Regions from separate parts of the Mus musculus genome. Here regions 2 and 3 are each linked to region 1. The links are chromatin contacts, called in public HiChIP or PLAC-seq maps. All regions are on one chromosome and are shown on one strand. The core of a region is the stretch at or near the end of the contact, and the rest is flanking DNA. Distances in the headings are between cores, read along the strand shown. Region 1 has its middle 24 kb from the start of Gm39364. Region 2 overlaps Tln2 (talin 2). Region 3 has its middle 11 kb from the start of Gm30639.

Region 1 (3,483 bases), core at 738-3,237:
AAAGTGGAAGACCAGAGATGAAAACCACATTCTGTGAGAGCAGTTCTTTGAAGAGCTCTGAGGTGCCTCTCCCAAAAGTCTGCCTGTGTGCTTGCTGGATGCCACGTTAATAGCCCACAAACACACATATAAATATTTTAGCACGCACTATGTTGTAATCCTCATCTCACAATCTTCCTTGATTCCAGATCTCAGATTCCATTTGTCTTTTCCATTCATACAGTTATTTGCCCATCAGACAAAGCAAACAAAAACTCCCAGCATATGTTGAAAGCAAAAGAAGGTCACATTTAAATAAGCAAGTGAACCATGAGATCTCTGGAAAGAAACTCCAAGCCCCGTGCTCCCTGGGATATCAAAGCGAGTACATGCGGAAAACTAGGTTGTTGAAAGGGACAGCAACTATCACAGGCTTAGAGAACTTTCTTTCCATCAGCCCCACCCCCCTCTGCTCCCGGTTTGATGTCAGCCCCATACTGTTCTATTCACAGTTGCTGCAACCCCCAAAATATCGCACTTGGCATCTGTTAAGAAGGTCCGGTTCTCGGCAAACCTTCACAGGCTTAGGGGCTCTAACAGTAGAAAGGCTTCGAATGGAGGTGGTTAATTGCTGTCTCAAAGGCACCAGCACAGTTGGTGAGCTTCCTTCAAGTTTTTCTGGGCTTGATTGTCCCTCCCTCCCACGGTTGCCCTCCATCAGAGGCAGCAGCAGCAGCAGTTCTTAATGGATAGCGAAACACAGATTCCCAAGTCCTCTTTTCACCGAGTAGAATTCACAGCCCTTGCTCTTAATCTAGAAAACAGTTGATTATATTATCTAGGGACAAAATGACATTGTAAGATCTCCCATTCAAGTTAAAACAATAGCAGAACCCAGGGAGGCGGCGATTGTGAGGGACCCGTGCGTCAGTGAGGCATTCTCTGTAGCCCTGCGCACAACCTTGTAAGGGAAGTGAGCTCCTTTTTTAAGGATGATGAAGCCAGCCTCAGCAAAGTTAAGAACTGTGCCTGCCTTCTCCCAGCTGGAGCTCTTGGGATCTGGACTCCAGCCCAGATTTGCCTGCCCTGGATTCACATTCTACTTTTCCTGGGGGTGGGGGTGGGGGAGTAAAAAATGAAGAAAAAAGAAAAAGAAAAAAGAAAAATCTTGGAGAATCACATGCAGTACAATCCTTTTTTTAAAAAATAAAATGCAAAATCTATACTAATAACATTGTATTTTAGAAGCAGAGATGACTTCAGTAAAATGGGGGGTGGGGCAAGGTGGACAGCGGCTGGTGTTCAGGATTCTGCTTGTTTGGTTTTGTTTTTGTGGCACTGAAGATTAAGCCCAGGCCCTTGAATGCGCTAGACAAGCATTCAACCACTGAGCCACAGCCCTAGCCCTGTTGCTAGGACTCGGTGAATTTCCCTCACTCTGTTTCCTTGTTTTTATTGGTAGTATTGCATTAGTGAAAAAATGTCAAAACAAAATATCTGGGTCTGGGTGACTTAATGCACTAGAAATTTACTTTCTCAGCTTTAGACACTGCAAGGTGTCAGTAGCGTTGGCTCTGTCTGAGCGTTTCTCCTTAATTTGTCACACCCTGGTCTTCTCTCTATAGATGTCTGTCTTTTAAAAAGAAAACAAAAAACAAAAAAAACAAGGTCACCAGTTATGCTGGATTAGTGTCCATAATATATCCTCATCTTATTTATTTATCCCTACAAAGACCCTATCTTTAAATATAGTCACTTTAAAAGTTCCATATATGGGTTTAGGAGGAAGTGAACACAATTCAGGCCATAAAAATACCGTAAACATGGGCTGGGGACATAGCTCAGTGGCAAAGTGCTCTCTTCACATGTGCAAAGCCCTGGGTTCTGTCCCCAGTACTGGTATAGATAGGTATAGGTTTGACCAACGAGAGACTCAGGGAGAGATATCTGTGAGTCCAGGCTTCGCAGCATCTGTGGCGACCACATCGAACTCCTGCAGCTGTCTGTCTGTGTGACATTCCAAGGGATGGGACTGAGGACGCTCGAGTCTGCTGAGTCACAAGACTGTGGGCTCTGTATAGTCACAGTTGGACATATCTCCTTTCACACACAGGGAGAGGAAATTGCAGTCGGGCTGGCTGACCCCGCATTCTTCCAGAAGGTTATGACCTTAGTTAACCCGGGAAGGAGCGGAAACAGGAAAGCTCCTGAGACCTACAGGCTGACAGAGGTCGAACTGAGATGTTGGCCCTCCCCAGCTGGGTCCTGGGTCATTGCTTTCTCAGACCCTTTTAGTAGCCAAGCTGTGGGCTTTGGGCCTGAGGGTGCATTTCCTGGTTGGAGAGGAAACAGGGCAGACGTTCCTGAACAACTGCAGACCTCATCAGTCGCCTTCACTCAGTGCTAGCCCTGGAAAGCCCCACCAGCTGTAAGAGATCATATTCTGGAAAATTCTCCCTCCCCTCCTTAGTCAGGCAACAAATTACAGTGCCCAGGATCTGCTTAGCCACAGTGTCGTCAAGTGAGTCTCGCAAGCTTGTCTGATTTATGATGTGCTACTGAAGGTACTGGAAGTGACAAGACCCTCCCTCAAAAGCTGGAATCAAACCGTGATGGTATATGCCTTTAATCCCAGCAGAGGCAAGTGAGTCTCTGAAAGTTCGAGGCTAGCCTGGTCTACAGAAGCAGTTCCAGGACAGCCAGGACATACATTTACAGAGAAAAACTCTGTCATTCATACTTATCTATATGACTACCATATATATGAATACTATATATATGACATATATATATGTGAATATATGTATGAATATATGTGCGAATATATATATATATATGTACATATATATATAAAATCAGCTACCAACGTATTCACGTTTGACAGGTTCTTTCTTGGCTGGGCCCAAATCTATTTCCCCAAAGATCCACCCATTGCCCCCATTCTGTCTTCTGCAGTCACATGCATTTAACACATGTGTAGACAAAAACGGGAACATGACAGGTCCTCCAGAACTCACAGTTTAATGACAGGAAGAAATAGGAACTAAGCCAGGAGCTGAGGAAGGAGCCTTCATTCTGACGGATAAGGCCCCAGTGAGCTTTTGAGATGCTCCTAAAGGACAAGATGCCTTGTGTTTGCAATGGGTCTACAGAGTCTGCAGTACAGGACCCACCTGAGCAGAGACTCGGAGGTAGGAAGAACTTATACCTCCTGAGGAGGTGGGGTGGTCTGGTGGAGTATGCTCAGGAAGAAAGCACTGTGAAGATGATGGCTTCGAATGTAGGCTTGAGCCTCCTGGGTGATGGGGAGGTGACTCTTCTTTAGGGCTGTGGTTTAGATCAGCACCTCTTAGTGTGGTCTCTGGCCAGCAACTGGAAACTCGTCAGAAGTACACATTTTCTAGCCCACTCCACCTTTCCTGTATTAGAAGCTCTGGGGGTGCTAAACAAGTTGCTTAAGAGATTCTGCTATGATACTTTAGAAAAACTACTCCTAGAGGCTAG
Region 2 (3,483 bases), core at 638-3,137, 980 kb after region 1:
TTAATTTATTCACGTATCCACAATCTATGTCCTCCCGTGACTTGATGAGGCTAGGACAGGGCCCATTTTGTTTCATCCTCAGAGCATGGTCTGGCACATAGCCGGCACTCAGTGAATCTTGAGGAACAGATAAAGACACAGGTGGCTGGCCCATCCCGGATAGGACACTATCTCTATTGCTGGGGTTGGACTCTGACGTTCCAGTCAAAGGGAGCACTGATATGCACCGGGTCATTGCACTAGAGCCAGGAGTGGTGGGTTTGGAATGGAATCTGGTCAGCATAATGCTAAGTACCCCAATCTTCGCCTCCATACTCTCGGGTTGGCTCATCTACACGCAGAATTAGCAGTGCCAGCCTCTCCCAGCTCATCCCATGGCTGGGAGGACCAACCGGGATAATGAACACAAAAGCCTTTGGAGACTCCAGAGCTCTAGACAGCAGTGACAGAGAAAACCTGTGGCTTTGCAGCCCTCTGCCATCCTCTACACCCTCTGTCTTCACCTCACACACAGGGCACAGGGACCCCCAGGCAACCTCCTGCACCCACAGGCTGAGCCTTGTGAAGGACTGCCTCTCTCCTGAGCCTGTAACAGTGAAGAGGTACAGCAGGAGAGAGGGGCACTGCATGCCAGGGCTGCTGTTCACATCAGAACCCAGAAAATCCTGCCCTGTACCTGTTGCTTGACAGGTAATTGACATGCAGAGGGGACATTGTTTTCTGAGCAGATTAAAAAAAACTCTTGTTTATTAAACATTTTAATTTATTATTATTATTATTATTGTTATTATTATTATTATTAGTGTGTGTGTGTGCCACCATGCAGGTGTGGCAGTCACCCAAACCATAACCCTAACCCACCATGCAGGTGTGGCAGTGACTCTAACTCTAACCCTACCCTACCCTACCATGCAGGTGTGGCAGTGACTCTAACCATAACCCTACCCTACCATGCAGGTGTGGCAGTGACTCTAACCATAACCCTACCCTACCATGCAGGTGTGGCAGTCACCCTAACTATAACCCTACCCTGCCATGCAGGTGTGGCAGTGACTCTAACCATAACAGCCTTGTGGAGCTGGTTTCTTCTCTCCCTCTCTGTGGGTTCTGGGAGTAGAACCCACAGAAGAACCCATAAAGCGGGCATTTTACCAGTTGAGGTATCTCACTGGCTGCATTTTTTTTTTTTTAATAAGTGAGTTCTCACTGTAAGTCACAGTTACAGGTATGTGGAAGCAAAGAGCAAGCTAAGTGTTTCACCCCAACAGATTCAAGTAATACAAGAGTCGGAGTGCGGGGCGAGGCTGCACAGAAGGGGAAGGCAGAAGGAAACGCCAGGGCTCCCTGAAGATTCGAGATGATTCTAAAAACTCACTTTGGGAGTCTTTACTTTTTTGTGCCTAATACAACTTTTAAAATAAAATGTTCTCAAAAGAAAAAAAGAAAACCAACCCATGGCAATTCAACACATTTCTCTGTGTGGAAAGATCCACGCTCGCTCTTTCTCCTCACAATCAGCGGAGAAGAGCTCAGAGTTTGCCTTTCAAGGTCAGCGACAGGGATTCCAGCCTTTCCTTCCTTCCTGCCCAGCAGGGTGGGACAGCCACCTCAGGTTCCCGCAGAAGCACTGTGCAAACTGCACTTCTGAATTCCAGTGCTGTCAGAGGAAACCAAGCAGGGATATAAAACCCAAGAAAGGTTCCTCACGTGACTCCATTGTCTTAGAGGACAGTGGTAAGGGAAGGGGGAGGGTAGTTGGGAACAAGGCCGGTAGTTAATTAGTTAATTAATTAGTAGTTAATTAGTACAGCCATTGTGTCCTCCTGGGTCCTCCTGGATCCGGAAGGGCAAGCGTTATCTAGCATGGCCAAGCCCAGTAGACTAGATTGCAGAGCAGTGCAGGCGTTGGCAACGAGGGCGTTTACTGTTCTGTTACTGAGAACAAAAGCACAGGGGAGGGTCAGATGCTCTACTGTGAGCTCCTTGAGCCTGAGCTTAAGACCCCTGGAGCATCAACTTGCTGCATATCTGGCATGCACCAGGTGCCGCTATATACAGTGTGCTGGGTTCAGACACGGAAAAAAACTGCAGTGACTGTCATCTGGAGGGCACTAAGGCTCAGGTGGGTCATTTCAGCAAAACTGCCACCTCCCAAACAGAAGTCACTGAACAGAGTCTGGCCACCCTTCCAGTTCCTCTCCTTAAGAGCTCTCCTTCCCCCTCCTTTATCCCCTTAACATTTCGCTCTCTTGCTTCACGAAACTGCACACTGTTCCTGCCTGGACATGGGACACCTGTCACTCCTTCCTTTTCTTTATCCCACCAACATCTTCTGCAGCCAATTGTTCACCAGGCCTGGCTGACTAGGTTCCTTGCAAATCCAGGGTTTGTCCCCTGAACTGTCGCCACAGTCCATGTCAATTTCAACACACACACACACACACACACACACACACACACACACACACACACACACACACACACACACAGAGTTTACTTCCAAGGATATTTGCTTTTACCCTGGTTCTGAAGCCTGAAGCAGTGTCTATAGGAAAAGGCAATCCCTCAGGCCCCATTCATACCTGGGTCTCAGGGTCATTGGAGCCCAGGCTGGCGGCCCCCAGCTTGACCACCTCTGCCAGCTGGGTGATGGTGGCTGCTGAGGACTGAGCGGCCTGGGCCAGCTTGTCTGGAGTGGATGCAGCCCCAGACACGAGGAGCTTTGTGTCTTCCACCAAGGCCTTGGCTGTCTTCAGAATGTTCTCCCTTAGAGAGCAGGGAGGCCAGAGAGACAGGAGAAACAACACAACTTAGTCACTTGCAGTTGGGGAGGAAGGAAATTCCTTCAGGGGGGCTTTGGGAAGAGAGGCCCGAGTGATCCACTCCCCTCTCGAGGGGGGGGGCAGTGTTCCATGCAAGTGAGGTTGGAAGCTCACACAGTAGGTAGAGCCAGGGGACTGGGAACAGAGCTCCAGAGAAGAGCTCAACCGTGAAGGCAGGAGCTTAGCATCTTCCTACGGCCTGAAATCTCTTATAGCCTATACATCCTGTCTGGCAATCAGAGCTGGTGGGGACAGGCTCCAGAACAGACGGCAGTACAAAGAGAATCTCCACTCTATCACAGGCCCGTGGGTTGGAGAGACATGAAAGGGCCTGGACATGTGATGAAGGTTTAGGGGTCACCATAAGTAAATGTATAGAGTGGCCAGCACCAGTATATTTAATGAAGGCTCCAGGGAGGTACCAGGCTTTGGGAAGTGACTGCTAACTATGCCTGTCCCCGCCTCTCCTGGTCCTGCTGGGTCTGTGGGCAGTCAGAGGGGCAACTCCCTGGTACAAAGCTAGCCTTTGATGGAGAAGGAGCTTACTCTGATCCCGTGGTTCACGTTCCTCACAGAGAATCTTGTTGATCTCAAAGTAGATCCCCACATTTCTGAGTCCTGGGCAGGGTGACCAAATGTGACCACCTGGTTTTGGATATGC
Region 3 (3,483 bases), core at 352-2,851, 720 kb after region 1:
AATCACCATGTGGTTGCTGGGATTTGAACTCCGGACCTTCGGAAGAGCAGTCGGGTGCTCTTACCCACTGAGCCATCTCACCAGCCTCACTGCTGAATTTCTAAAGCAGCAGCATAAGCTAATGGTCCAGAAGGATGAGACTGGCAGTGTGCGAGCTACCGTCTGATGACTGCCATCCACACCGGAAAAGATCTCCAGGCAAACAGAATCTGCTGTGGTGTTCATGTCTTCTTGGAGGGAGCCAAGCCTCTTAGCTTTGCTCTGTGTATCGGCTCCCAGTAGAACTGGGCTGAGAAAAGACCACTCCAGTTTTCTTGGTTTTAAATTGCTCATTTGCCTGAAAGGAGTGATTTGAAATTTGTGAACCAGAATCTTGGAAACTCTCAGATGGATGCAGATGGTAGAAACAATTTTAATTAGGGAGTCTTTCTTCCATAAAAAAATCAAAAATCAAATCAAATCAAATAAAATCAGGGACTGGTGAGACGGCTCCACAGGTTAAAAGCCAAGAATGAACTTTTCCCAGTCTGTAGGCTGCCGCTTTGTCTGAAAGATGGTGTCCTTTGCCTTACAGACACTTTTTAGCTTCATGAGGTCCCATTTGTTAATTGTTGTTCTTGGTGTCAGTTATATCAATGCTCTGTTCAGAAAGCCTACCCCTTTCTTCCCTTCATTCAGGGCAGGGTGGAAGTAGGAGGGTCAAAAGTTCAAGGTCATACTCAGTTACAAAGCAAATTTGAGACAAATTTGGGCTACATGAGACCCTGTCTCAAAATAAAGTAAAATAACGAGAAACTGAGCATTCATTTCATCTAAATGTTAGGGTGAAACAATATTCCTGTGGTTTTTATTTTACACACAGAAACTACTCTAAGAAGCTAAAAGCCAGGCCGGGCAGTGACGGTGCACACCTTTAATCACAATACTTGGGAGGCAGAGGCAGGCAGATCTCTGGGAGTCTGAGTCCAGCCTAGTCTACAGAGTGAGTTCCAGGACAGCCAGGGCTATACAGTCTTGGAGGAAGAAGAGGAGGAGGAGGAGGAAGGGGAGGAGGAGGAGGAAGAAGGGGACAGGGAGGGGAGGAGGAGGTGGAAGAGGAGGAGGAGAAGAGAAGGGGGAGAAGGAGGAGAGGGGGAGGGGGAGGAGGAGACAAGGATGACAACGCTAAAGGCCTTGCCCAAAGGTCATATGCCTCACAAATGGTTATAAAAGTTACTCAAGTCTTTTTACTTCTACCAAGGAATCGCCCTTCTCAATCTTTTTTTTTTTTTTTTTTTTATTATATCTAAGTACACTGTAGCTGTCTTCAGACACACCAGAAGAGGGCATCAGATCTCACTGCAGATGGTTGTGAGCCACCATGTGGTTGCTGGGGTTTGAACTCATGACCTCTGGAAGAACAGTCGGGTGCTCTTAACTGCTGAGCCATCTCTCCAGCCCCCACTCTTCCCAATCTTAACTTAAAAAAAAAAAAAAAAAAAAAAGAAAGGAAAAAAAAAAAAAAAAAAAAAAAGGCTTAACTCACTGAGGTTGCCAGACATGTGGGCAAGACAAGAATCAGATGAGTACAGACTGCGAACAGCAGGTGGCGCAGTGCCCTCGGTGTTCCAGGCTGTGCCTCACGGTCCTCTGAAACCAAGGTCAATATGGACAGCCACAGGAAGCTTGAGTAACTTGTGACCCACCTCTCTCTCATTCTCTCTCGTCCATCTTCTCCTAAACTGGGTAGGCCCTCCCCATGCGTGTTCTCACTCTTTGCTGCAGCAGATCTCCAAGGAATGAATGAGCTTGAGAAAGTAGTCAGCTGAGGGATGGCTTGGTGATTAAAAGCGTGGCTTTTGTAGATTTTGGTTCTATGCACCCAAGTCAGCAGGTTCCTAACTGTAACACCAGCTCCAGGGGCTCCAAGGGCGTGCATATATACCACCCACACACATACACTTCATCAACTTCCACATTTACTACAGAAAAGCTCCTGCCTCAGAGGCTGGGCCATTGCCAGAGGCTTCCATTTGTACCATTCACTCAATTCTCTCGCTATACTTTGAGATACAAATGTCCTGCCCTTGTAATAGATCACAGAGGGCACTTAGATTGTGGTAGAGGTAGAAAGATTTGTGTGAGCTTGAAGCTGGACAGCCTGGAAATCGGATTCAGCTGGAGTATTTGTGCAAAGTACTTAATGCCTCGGTTAGACTGTAAAATGGTGATGTTATAAGTAACCCTGTAGACTTATTATGATGATAAAAAAAAAAAACCCAGAAACACCATCTAATAATTATTGGAAGATGCCTTAAGACCTTTAAAATGAAGAGGGCTGAAGAAATGGCTTAACACTTAAGAGCATTTGCTGTCTTTGCAGAGGACTGGGGGTTAGATTTCTGACCTCTGCACTTCTGCAGTGACATGAGCCCCAAATAAACAGATAAGTAAATAAAGCAATAAACTAAATAATGAAATAATTAAAAACCATTCACAGCTGGGCATGGTGGCGCACGCCTTTAATCCCAGCACTTGGGAGGCAGAGGCAGGCGGACTTCTGAGTTCGAGGCCAGCCTGGTCTACAGAGTGAGTTCCAGGACAGCCAGTGCTACCCAGAGAAACCCTGTCTCGAAAATTGAAAAAAAAAAAAAAAAAAAAAAAAAAAAAAAAGAATTCAGAAGCAGTAAAAACAATTTTAGATAAGGGCTTGGAATGATCAAAAATGTAGTATTTCATGTAGAAAAAGAATGCTTAAGTATTTTTGCTTAGCCAACATTCTAGCTAGTAATTTAATTTAATTCTAGCATTTAAGTTGTTATAACTGAAAGAGGTAAATTTGGTTTAAAAATGTCCCCAGTAAGTTAATTGTTCAACAATTTGGTTTAAAAATTTGGTTTAAAAATGTCCCCAGTAAGTTAATTGTTCAACAATTGATCAAGTTGATAATTTAGTGAATTTTGGTGTTTGGTTACATTGATTTTTTTTTTAAATTCCACTGTTCTTTTTTTTTTTTAAGATTTATTTATTTATTTATTTATTTATTATAAGTACACTGTAGCTGTCTTCAGACACTCCAGAAGAGGGCGTCAGATCTCGTTACAGATGGTTGTGAGCCACCATGTGGTTGCTGGGATTTGAACTCCGGACCTTCAGAAGAGCAGTCGGGTGCTCTTACCCACTGAGCCATCTCACCAGCCCCTACATTGATTTTTTAAAAAATTAATTTTAAAAAATGTATGCGCATACCTGGGTGAGTTCTGAGTACACCATGCACACACAGACCTTTGCAGAGGTCAAAAGGTGTCAGATTCCCCTGGCACTGGATAAGCCGTCTTATGTGGGTGCTGGGAGCTGAATGCAGTCCCTTTGAAAGTGCAGTAAGTGCTTTAATGTTTGAACCATCTCTCCAACCCAGGTTTGCACTGACTTTGGCATACAGACTTGTATTGATTGAACAGGGAGTGGTACTCAATGCATTTATACACTTACTGAATTAATTAA

What was found. HiChIP or PLAC-seq counts read pairs in DNA pulled down with a chosen protein or histone mark.
Region 2: an H3K27ac HiChIP or PLAC-seq map of embryonic stem cells shows a contact between it and region 1, with 3 times the contacts expected there. The contact joins two enhancer-like sites.
Region 3: an H3K27ac HiChIP or PLAC-seq map of embryonic stem cells shows a contact between it and region 1, with 2.6 times the contacts expected there. The contact joins two enhancer-like sites. A contact is called at or near these places in 1 of 15 datasets of contacts at CTCF or cohesin (large pre-B cells) and 1 of 115 datasets of contacts at active chromatin or transcription factors (embryonic stem cells).

What each region holds. Positions count from the first base shown.
Region 1 is chr9:66,274,909-66,278,391 of GRCm38.p6, forward strand. No RefSeq gene overlaps it. Among named protein-coding and RNA genes, the nearest start is that of Gm39364, 24 kb to the right of the region's middle. Within about 2 kb of position 1,988, at least 196 of the 459 cell types and tissues checked have an H3K27ac peak or open chromatin away from gene starts, as enhancers often do. A contact at or near this core is called in embryonic stem cells, where this site is marked.
Region 2 is chr9:67,259,309-67,262,791 of GRCm38.p6, forward strand. It overlaps Tln2 (talin 2), which reads right to left. Exons shown (of 58, transcript NM_001081242.2): 47 at 2,583-2,766. Among named protein-coding and RNA genes, the nearest start is that of Mir190a, 24 kb to the left of the region's middle. Within about 2 kb of position 1,888, at least 50 of the 459 cell types and tissues checked have an H3K27ac peak or open chromatin away from gene starts, as enhancers often do. A contact at or near this core is called in embryonic stem cells, where this site is marked.
Region 3 is chr9:66,999,725-67,003,207 of GRCm38.p6, forward strand. No RefSeq gene overlaps it. Among named protein-coding and RNA genes, the nearest start is that of Gm30639, 11 kb to the right of the region's middle. Within about 2 kb of position 1,602, at least 31 of the 459 cell types and tissues checked have an H3K27ac peak or open chromatin away from gene starts, as enhancers often do. A contact at or near this core is called in embryonic stem cells, where this site is marked.